2 separate regions of the Gossypium arboreum genome follow, and region 1 is linked to region 2. Evidence: chromatin contacts called from public Hi-C data. All regions are on one chromosome and are shown on one strand. The core of a region is the stretch at or near the end of the contact, and the rest is flanking DNA. Distances in the headings are between cores, read along the strand shown. Region 1 holds the start of LOC108465035. Region 2 holds the start of LOC108465026 (homeobox-leucine zipper protein ATHB-40-like).

The links. Hi-C and Micro-C count contacts between places; a contact is called where the count stands out from the background.
Region 1: a contact with region 2 is called in a Hi-C map of leaf, with 2.4 times the contacts expected there. The contact joins the promoter of LOC108465035 here to the promoter of LOC108465026 in region 2. A contact is called at or near these places in 2 of 5 Hi-C or Micro-C datasets (both in leaf).

The regions. Positions count from the first base shown.
Region 1 is chr11:28,690,610-28,695,586 of ASM2569848v2, forward strand. LOC108465035 reads left to right here and starts at 2,360. Exons shown (of 4, transcript XM_017765339.2): 1 at 2,360-2,879; 2 at 3,442-4,065; 3 at 4,202-4,377; 4 at 4,529-4,977. The coding sequence starts at 2,797.
Region 2 is chr11:28,292,436-28,297,669 of ASM2569848v2, forward strand. It overlaps LOC108465026 (homeobox-leucine zipper protein ATHB-40-like), which reads right to left and starts at 3,955. Exons shown (of 3, transcript XM_017765327.2): 1 at 3,712-3,955; 2 at 3,310-3,623; 3 at 2,281-2,644. The coding sequence starts at 3,823. The coding sequence ends at 2,426.

The DNA of each region.
Region 1 (4,977 bases), core at 1,110-3,609, 400 kb after region 2:
GTTTCCTGCATCTAAGAAAAATTTTGAAATTTTGCGAAAAATTTTCTGTGATTCCGGTTTAGTCCTGACTCGATTCTAATATGTATTTTGGACCTCGAAGACCCCTATGAAGGAAATTATGATTGATTGTGATTGATTTTCAGAAATGAATAGTAAATGACATAAATTAATTGTAATTGAACTGTAAAATCAGGTAATGCTCCATAACTCTGTTCCGGCGAAGGATACGGGTTAGGGGTGTTACAAAGCTTCTTATAATAAACATATATTTAGAACTTTTCTAATATATTATATTTATTCTTCTGTTTTAGGAAAATCATTTAAAGAAAGATGAAAAACCCGATACAAAAGGTTGTGCTTCCTTCTTCTCATTAGACATTGCAAAACGTTTCAAAATTTAATCAAAGTATGAAGCTTGAGATAATTGTCATAATTTTGTTCTCTTGATCTTTATTGATGCGAAATTAGCTTCAGCCATTAATGTCGAATCATTGAGTTAATCAACCAATGATAATGATCTCACGTCATTCCCAATGAGTAAAATGTCATCGACATATAGAATAACAAACATTATCTTTTCATCCTTATACATTTATAAACATAAGGTTCATCAACTTTTCTTTAAATCCAAAAGTTTTTTCAGGTTAATATTCAACTCAAAATTTTTGTGTATAAAGATAACTGCTAATATTATTAATGAATTATGATTTTTTTTCAAATTAATCTAAACTCAAATTAAACACTATAATATTAACATCATTACTTTCAAGTATCAAAACATATAACTTTTGCTAAATACATATACCACTAGGGGTGAGCAAAACTCGATTCGACTTGAAAAAATCGAAAAAAAATCAAATTTCGAGTTAAACGAATCGAGTTATTCGAGTCAACTTGAATTTTTTTTCGAATTGAGTTTGGTTTTCAAATTCGAATAACTTGAATAATTCGAATAAATTGAATACTAAACTATAATATTTTACATTTTTATCTTAAACTCCCAAACATCTTTACTTTCTCCCAAAACTTTTACTCCCTCCCACTTTTCCCCGAAAACTTTTACTCCTCTCCCATCTCACCCCTTTATACCCCAAACCCATTCCCCCACTAAATTTTACTCCCCATTTACTTTCCCCAAAATTTCTCTCTCAACCCCAAAACTTTTTATTTTCCCCTAAACTTTTACTTCTCATATTTTACCCCAAAATCAAAAATTAAAATCATCCAAAAAATCCCTAAACCTAAATAGTAATAATTTTATTTATATCTTTTGTCAAAAAATAATTTTATTTATATCTACTATTTATATTATTAAATTAAATTTCACATTTTTACTATTTATATTATTGAATTGTTTAATCATATTGAATCTATAAATTTTTATTAAAGATGATTTAGTGATTATGCTATAAAATATTTGTGCTAAAATTTTATTTTGGTATTAATTTTACATTTTATTTTTAAGATAACTTTTATTAAAAAATTACATTTTTATATTTAATATGTTTTTAATTTCAAAATATATAGTGACAAGAATCAGAAGATAATTGAAGCAACTAAGCAAGTAAAGAAGAGGATGAAAGTTAATAACAAATTTAATTATAGTGGACAAATTTGATTACGGTGGGTGATAGTGATTATAAGGACCTAGAATCATTTTTTTTAATTTAACTCAAACAAATATATTCAATTCGAATTTCATCTCACTCGACTCGATTTGAGAAAATTTCAAATCGAGTTAGGATGATAAAATAGAATTCGTCAACTTGATTAACTCAAAATTGTTCATTCGATTTGATCGAGCACTTCTCCTTATATACCACATTGGACAAAAACAAACATATACCACATTAAAAAAAGTAACAAACTCAAGCACCAAATGATTATTAAACGATTAAAAATGAATTTCTTTATAATTTATACATTAATTTTATTTAAGTAAAACCTGGTTTTATGTTTTTGCATATATGGCATGATTAATATCTTATTTATTCTTAAAAAGGTCTCAATTTATAATATACAGTATACCAGCTAGCTCATATTTATGCACGGATTCCTAAATTTAGTTTCAAATTTTATCTCCTCTTGAAATAGTTTACCTACATAAAAGATATTAATTATTTGGATTAAATGAGAAGTGAAATGATAAAATATTTGTTTTAAATCGTTAATTAACATGATGAGTTATCTCTTATAAAAATATTATTTTAATAATTTAACTCAAGTCTAATGTATTCTATCCTACAAAGTACACTTATTTATAAAAATGTTTTGGGACATTTAACTATTAATGGAAGGTCAATGACCAAAAAACCCGAGCCCCTTTATAGGGAGGAAAAAATTAAAAAGACAAGACACCACATATCCTGGAATTATGACACCACCAATCTCCGCAATCCAAGTGTAGTTTAGATCCCAGACTTTTACATCAAGCCCACGCTTTAGAATGTAACCTCACCCACAACCGGATAAACTAAACTAGCTTTCTTTCATTTTCCTTGCTTCGGCAACTTTGATTTTTCCATCCAAAATACTAGTTTTATTTTAAGAGTTTGGGTTTTTGTCCTTTTTGTTAACCGTGTAACTTCATTAATTATTTTTCAATAAATAATAATTAAATATTATATTGTTTGCATTGACCGGGAATCGAATATTTTTATTTTGGGATAATTCCTGATGAGTCCCTGGATGGTCGGAGTCTTATTGTTTCAACAAGGCAAGTGGGTGTTCCAGATCCATCATCGAAGCTGGAAATACATGTTTCCAGGATTTTAGGAAGTTTTTCTTGGTTGTTTTATGGGCTTAAATCGAAGCCGTTTAAGATCTTCTGCTCCGTTTCACTCCAAGCCTTTGTTTCGTAGACATCTTCAATCCATGAAGTAAGTTCCTTTTTCCAAATCTTTGTCCTTTTTCTTTTTTCCTGATTATTGAGGCACTTATTGTTTGATTATTTGTTGATTATGGGATCTGGGTACTCGGATATATATGGCAAAGTCAAAAAGCTTTTTTAAAGGGGCATTTTATGCTCTTAGATAAGCAAATGAAGCATTAGCAAATTGATATTTACCATAATTATTCCATTTTAGTTGCTTTTTTTTTTGTCATAATAATGCACAAAAACTCAGAGATATCCTTGTCAAAGGATACTTTATTTTTCTTAGGAAGCTGTTTTCCTTGTTTATGGAATATGGCCAATGGAGGCCTTGGCTTCCACTTTTTGAATCTTTTATTGGAGATTCCTAGATATGTTTGATTTTTGTTATCTTTTGTAATGTCAAACTGGTTGCAAAAGAAAGCTTCTTCCATTGTTATTACTTCAATATGTGCATATTCAGATATACATATCCTCAATGCTTTCCCCTTTTCTATGTAATTTACCTTGGAAATGCCTTTTTTTTTTTGTGTTGAATCTACTGGTGATATACTTTTAACATTCCACAGAACTAGAAAGATTTTCGGCGTTTCACTTTCTATCCTCCTTATAAACTTGGCTGCCATTATGGAACGTGCTGATGAAAACCTCCTTCCATCTGTCTACAAAGAAGTTAGTGAAGCTTTCAATGCTGGGCCATCTGATCTTGGGTATCTCACCTTCATAAGGAACTTTGTGCAGGGCCTGGCATCTCCCTTGGCTGGCGTACTCGTAATTAACTATGATCGCCCTACGGTTCTCGCTATAGGTACGATGTGCTGGGCCTTATCGACTGCTGCAGTGAGTGGAAGCCAACAGTTTCATCAGGTTGCAATGTGGAGAGCAGTTAATGGCTTTGGACTGGCAATTGTAATACCAGCACTTCAGTCTTTTATTGCTGATAGTTACATGGATGGTGTGAGAGGGGCTGGATTTGGGCTGCTAAGCCTTGTTGGCACCTTGGGCGGCATCGGTGGTGGTGTTGTTGCTACCGTAATGGCTGGTCAGCAGTTCTGGGGTACGCCTGGATGGCGTTGTGCCTTCATTTTGATGGCAACGTTAAGTTCATTCATAGGACTCCTTGTGTTCCTATTTGTTGTTGATCCTAGGAAAACAGTTAGTGTCAATCATGATGCCAGAATTAATTTAGAAAGGTACTAATTGCTCATTCGAAGTTTTTTCGTTTTTATCTGTTTCAATATCTTATCACCATCTAAATTTAGTTTTTAGGGTTTGGCATTTTGATATTTTCATATATTGTTTTGGTGACTCAGCTGCTTTCTTTCGCAGGGATGAGTTGGTAGAAAAAGGGAATGGTCGTGTCTCGTCTGTTTGGTCCGAGTCCTGGATGGCTACGAAAGCTGTTATTAGAATTCCAACTTTTCAGATAATTGTCTTGCAGGGAATTATTGGTTCACTACCATGGACTGCCATGGTGTTCTTTACCATGTGGTTTGAACTAATTGGTACACAAATTCTAACCCATTTTCTTGTTTCTTTTTAGCATTCCAAAAAAATGGTCGAATGCTACATATTTTACCGAATCACTGGTTTAGTGCTTGATTTTTGATACCTTTGGGTCTTTTTTTTTTATTTTTTTATTTTCTTGTTTCTCAGGTTTTGATCATAATTCTACAGCAGCACTTTTAAGTCTTTTTGCCATCGGATGTGCTATGGGATCCTTTCTTGGTGGGGTAATAGCAGATAGATTGTCACAAATTTACCCCCATTCTGGGCGTATTATATGTGCACAATTCAGTGCCTTTATGGGCATACCATTCTCATTGTTCCTTCTTAAAGTGATCCCACAATCAGTGAGCAGTTATTACACCTTTGCTGTAACCCTGTTTATGATGGGCTTAACCATCAGTTGGAATGCCACGGCTGCAAATGGTCCTATGTTTGCCGAAGTCGTCCCTTCTAAACATAGGACCATGATCTATGCATTCGACCGTGCTTTTGAAGGATCGTTTTCATCTTTCGCAGCTCCCTTGGTAGGTATCCTATCAGAGAAAATGTTTGGTTATGATTCAAAATCTATCGATCCGATCAATGGTTCTCCACGC
Region 2 (5,234 bases), core at 2,705-5,204:
GCAAGGTATGGACATGTCGGAGGTTAGTAATTACATCTGCGTAGCTAAACAGATTATAATGGGTTTTGAAAGCTTCAAATTTCAGTATATCAAAAGGGGAGGTAATAGGGTGGCTTACTTGCTGATGAAGGAGGGCTTCATTCAGAAGCGAGATGTTCGATGGGTGAAGGTGGTGATTCGAGAGAGTGTGGTGGTCGAGGAAAGGAATTTGTGCAGAACCACATAACGATCACGGTCGGAATGGAAATAGCGCTACAACAGAGAACGAGAGCTAACATTTTCATTGGATCCTTTCAAGCCAGAACATGTCATTGAGTCTATGGTGAGAGTTGAAGTAGTTTTCTTGACGATACGCGTGGGGATGTAAGGGAAGAAGAAGGGTTTTTAATTTTTTTTTGTTTTGATTTTTTTGGAAGTCGAAGAGACTTATTTGTTTTAACGGTTATTTTATTTGGTTTGGTAATGTAATAAAAGTATGTCAGCATTTATTCAAATATATATATATATATATATTTAGAAATATTTGTGAAAGAACTTAAAATCTGTAATTAATAAAATTTGAAATTTATAACACAAAGACAAAACCTAAAACACAAAATTAATATGAAAAAAAAGACTAAACTTACTTCTACCGTTACATTTTCAAAGAGTTTTTCATTGTAATCAAGATACCTTCTTTTGATATTATTCTTTAATTTTAATTTAACTTGTTTCTTTCATTGTAAAGGTTCACTATTATTACATTCCACTATCCTTGTCTATTTTTCTTTCGTCTTAACCAGCAAGCATAAGATGACCAGAATCTTTATCATCATAATAATCTGTTATCAATTAATTTTGTTTATGAAGTTGAGTGGGTTGAGAATTTGGGATATATGATGTGGAGGATAATCAAAGTTCCTAACCTTTATGAGATCCTTTGCCATCCTAGAATCTAAAAACCCTAGCTAATGGATTTTGGTGCATTGTATCTGCATTGCTATAAAGCATTTTCACTTTTTGCTTTACCTAAACACAGCTACTAATTTATAATGGATTCATAGTCAAATGGATTTACTTTTGCCACCTATAGACAAATGGAATGTATTGGTATTATTATCCATGAAAATTTTCACTTCTAAATACTCTTATCCTAATTTTCTCTTTCTTTTGGTTTTTATAGGAGAGATTGGTGATTTATAGTTAAAATCTAGTGTTATATTTTATTATTATTATTATTACTACTATTATTATTATTAAAGAGCATGTAATCATTCTTAATTGATTTGTGAAATCTAAAATTTTCATTATTTACATATATATTACATAGGGTGTTGTTTGATAAATTAAAAAAATTAAGTGTTGAATTTAAGTTATAAAATATATTTAGTATATTTCATGAAATTAAGTACTGAATATGATTAGACTGGTTAATTAATGTAATTTTAAATTTTAAAAGTAATTTAAAAATAAAATTAAAAGAAATAAAATAAAATAAAAGAACTGAAAAAATGTACATTGAGTAAGAAGTAGTTTTACACTTTTCCATTGAAAAATTCTATAAATTGTTCTTTTATTATGGTTTATAAAACGTAGTTAAAAAATTAAATTAACTGAAATTTTTTAGTTGATTTAATTTTTTTAATGAATTGTTAAACAAAACCTAAGAAAAGTTATTGTTCAGAAAATTATTAATTCAATTTTCTTTCAATCTCTACTAAAAAGACAGTAGAGATTATGACCCCATTTGAGAGTTTGATTATAAACATAAATGCGTATTACTTTACTACTATTATGGCTGAAAAATGTTTTTAAAGAAAGTAATTTTTAACATTAATTTTAAAATTTTTATCATATTTTATCTTTAATACAATGCTTAAAATTATTTATAATTTCTCCTCAACCCTTAAATAAAAAGAATAATTCCTTCAGCTAAAGAAAGTAATTTTAAAAGTATTGTGGAAAAGTGTTATTTGTTAATCATTGTTATAAAAAAACTAGAGTGAAAGGTTAAAATGTTTATTTTAAATATGAGGTATAAATTAATTTAAATTATAAATTTAAAAAATATATATATATAATGATACATTAAAGCTAAAGAGGAAAATACTGTTGGGGAGGATGAAAGAATAAAAGGAGGTGTTTCGATAATTTTACTATAAAACTTGAAAAGCCAAAAATTAAAATGTAGGTTTGAAATTTAAAAAAAAAAAAAAAGAATTTCTATAAAGTTATCTAAATGTCAAATACAGTATGCTGTAAAAAAAGTGTTTTTATTCGATAATAGTAGTTAAAAAAAGATTTCTAAATTAATATGAATCTAAGTTAACATTACAACACTTTATATAACATAACAGTAGTTAAGAAAAGAAATTAAGGATTAATTACAATGGATTTGGAGGTCTTAATTATCCATATCTACACACGCTAACTAGTGATATGATAATTACATAAAAAGATTCATCCACTCCATGCCAAGAACATAATTGTGTTCTCCAATATAGAAAACATCTTCATATCCAAATTCCCCATGGAAAACTGGATCAATGGCTTCCATTGACAGTACAGATGAGCTTGTACTTTTGCTGGAAACCCCATCTACTCGTTCCGTTAGTTGCTGGATTTCCTTCTCCGCCTCGCTAAGTTGCTCCTTAAGCTTTACCACCTATAATTGTAACCAAAGAAACAAATTTAAATTGAATGTAAAAGTGGGCTTCGGCTAAGCCCAACCCCTGCCACAAGACAGTATGGTGTATGGAAGTGGACCCTCTGTTTTTCATTGGAAAAACATTTTCAACTACTTTTTGTTGTGCAATGAGGTGGCTGTTTGTTGTTCCTTGTCAATGTTATCCCACTTTTTTTGTCCAAGAATATCGTTTCCCACTTTCTTTTAATTGAACATAAACTTATGATCTCATTAACTGATATTTTTAATAGCTTAAACCCAACAACATAAGTACATGACATGGCTTTCTTCGAGCCCTGAGCTCGTGCATGTTCTGATATTGGTGGGTCACCGTATCTTTCTTTATCAAAAAGATAAAGATCAAAGACGCTGCTACTTCCTTAATTAGTTTCATTTCCTTCCAACAAACGCCTCCTCAAGTTTGAATTATTTTTTTAATTATTTAATCTCTGAAAACATACATATTTTTTCCTGTTTGGTTCTAAGAAACCACAAGGAAATATGTCTAAAATATAAGAAAAACAAAGGGTTTGCATTTAAACATCCAAATAAACTTACAAGTGTGATTAAAACCGGATTTTTTTTTTTTCCAAGTTAAAATGATTTTCATTTGGGAAATAAAAGATATATGTATATTTACATACCTCGGATTCAAGTCGGCATTTGTCGAGAACAACAGTTTCGTGAAGAGACTTGAGCTTGCTATACTCTTCCTCCAGCTTCTTGTTCTTCCAACGAGCTCTACGATTTTGGAACCAAACAGCAACCTGACGAGGGTCAAGTCCCAGCTCTGAAGCAATCCGATCTTTCCTTTCTGACTCTAGTTTATGTTCGTTACCAAAATTAAGTTCAAGGAGAGTGACTTGTTCCTGGTTAAGCTTCCTTTTTTTAGCCACCGCACACTGGCTGTTCTCCCCTCCCTTGTTCTTCTTCCGCCGCCGTCGAGGCTTCGGTTCCCCTGCTCAACCAAAAGCCTGGCTTAATTATAAAACAATGCAAGAATAAATATGTTTGTGGTTTTAAGTCCATGCCACACTGATCAGTACCTTGGTGTGTTGCAATTTGGGTGTAAAATCCAGGGTAGATTTGGGAGATAAGAGCAATATGATCTTCATGTTCATTCATTTGGCTTGTCATCATTTCATAATCTTGGCTCATTTTCTCTTTCTTTCTAGCTTTTCGGGTGTGTTTTTTTTTTTTTTTTTCCTCTGGCTTTCACCTAAATTGAGAAATGGGTGATCCCTGAGAGAAGTAATGGATGAGTTAAGGAAGTGATGTGGTTTATTTATAGGGTTAAGAGTAGGACTAGTTAGAAGTTGTTTGTTTACCATAAGACCTTTGTTTCCAATATTGGACATCACGTTCTTATGAATAACAACAATACCATTATAGTATTACAATTTGGTACACTAGTTTGAGACAATAAGAAATACTGTCACATCTAAACTGTATCATTGAACTAGTTTGGAAAATTCTGTCAACCAAATTTGCCATCCCCACGTCCAACAAGTGGATAAAGTTAGACAACAAAACCCTAAATTTCAAAAGTTCATCGTTTTTTTTTTCACTATATAATACATGGTTTGGTTAAAGTTTTAGGATGTGATTGATTAATTGAAAATTTTAAATGTGAAAAATTATGTATTAAATTTTATTGTTAAATTTTATAAGTATTGAATTTATATCAAAAATTATTTAAAAATTAGTAAATATAAGTAAGGAATATAATTATATTGTTTGATAAAAGTAAATATTGATTTTTAAAAATTATTTATTTTAATTTTAATCTTATTAATATAATATTTTATATTATTTTAGATAATTTTAGATGAAAATAAATACGATAATTTGAATATCTTATTTAAAACTAATAATTTATTTCAATTTTTAATAAAATAAAATCAATTTAATATTTTCTACCTCAAGTAATAAGTAGCTATATATCTTCTTACCTTATTCAATACTTTTGGTTAAAATTTTATATTAAGTAAAAATTAAAATAATTACTAAATAAATTTAAAATATTAAATGTTGAAATTTTTTGTAATTTATCAAACACACCTCTATGATATTCTTTCATGTAAGTTCTGTGCATGAGATAAGGATGATATTTTTTTTAAAGTTGTAAAAGAAATAATTATCCTGATTTTAACTTAAAACCTAACATAAATCATTCTCTTAATTGTGATCTCCTTAGACAAAACTAGAATTGGTAGGCTTTCCAAATTAAGTGATAAGGGGTGATGGTGGTAAGCAAGCAAGTAATACATAATTTTGCAAGTTAATTAAAAGGGGTTTGGGGATCCCAAAGCTGGCCACTATTGAAGTCAATAAACAAAGTTGGTAAATTAGGTTTGGCCTCTGGATCTGGGCATTCTAGTCAGCCATTGTTGTCCAATTGGGAGGTATTTTCACTTATTTCCATGTGTCTGTAAAATGGTTATAACTATGAGCCAATACCCCATGACTACTTTTAACCATATCTCAATCGTGGCTCGAGAGACGAATGAAAAACATAAAGAAAAGTTATGAAAATTTGGGATTAGTTAGTACTTTCATTAAGTATTAT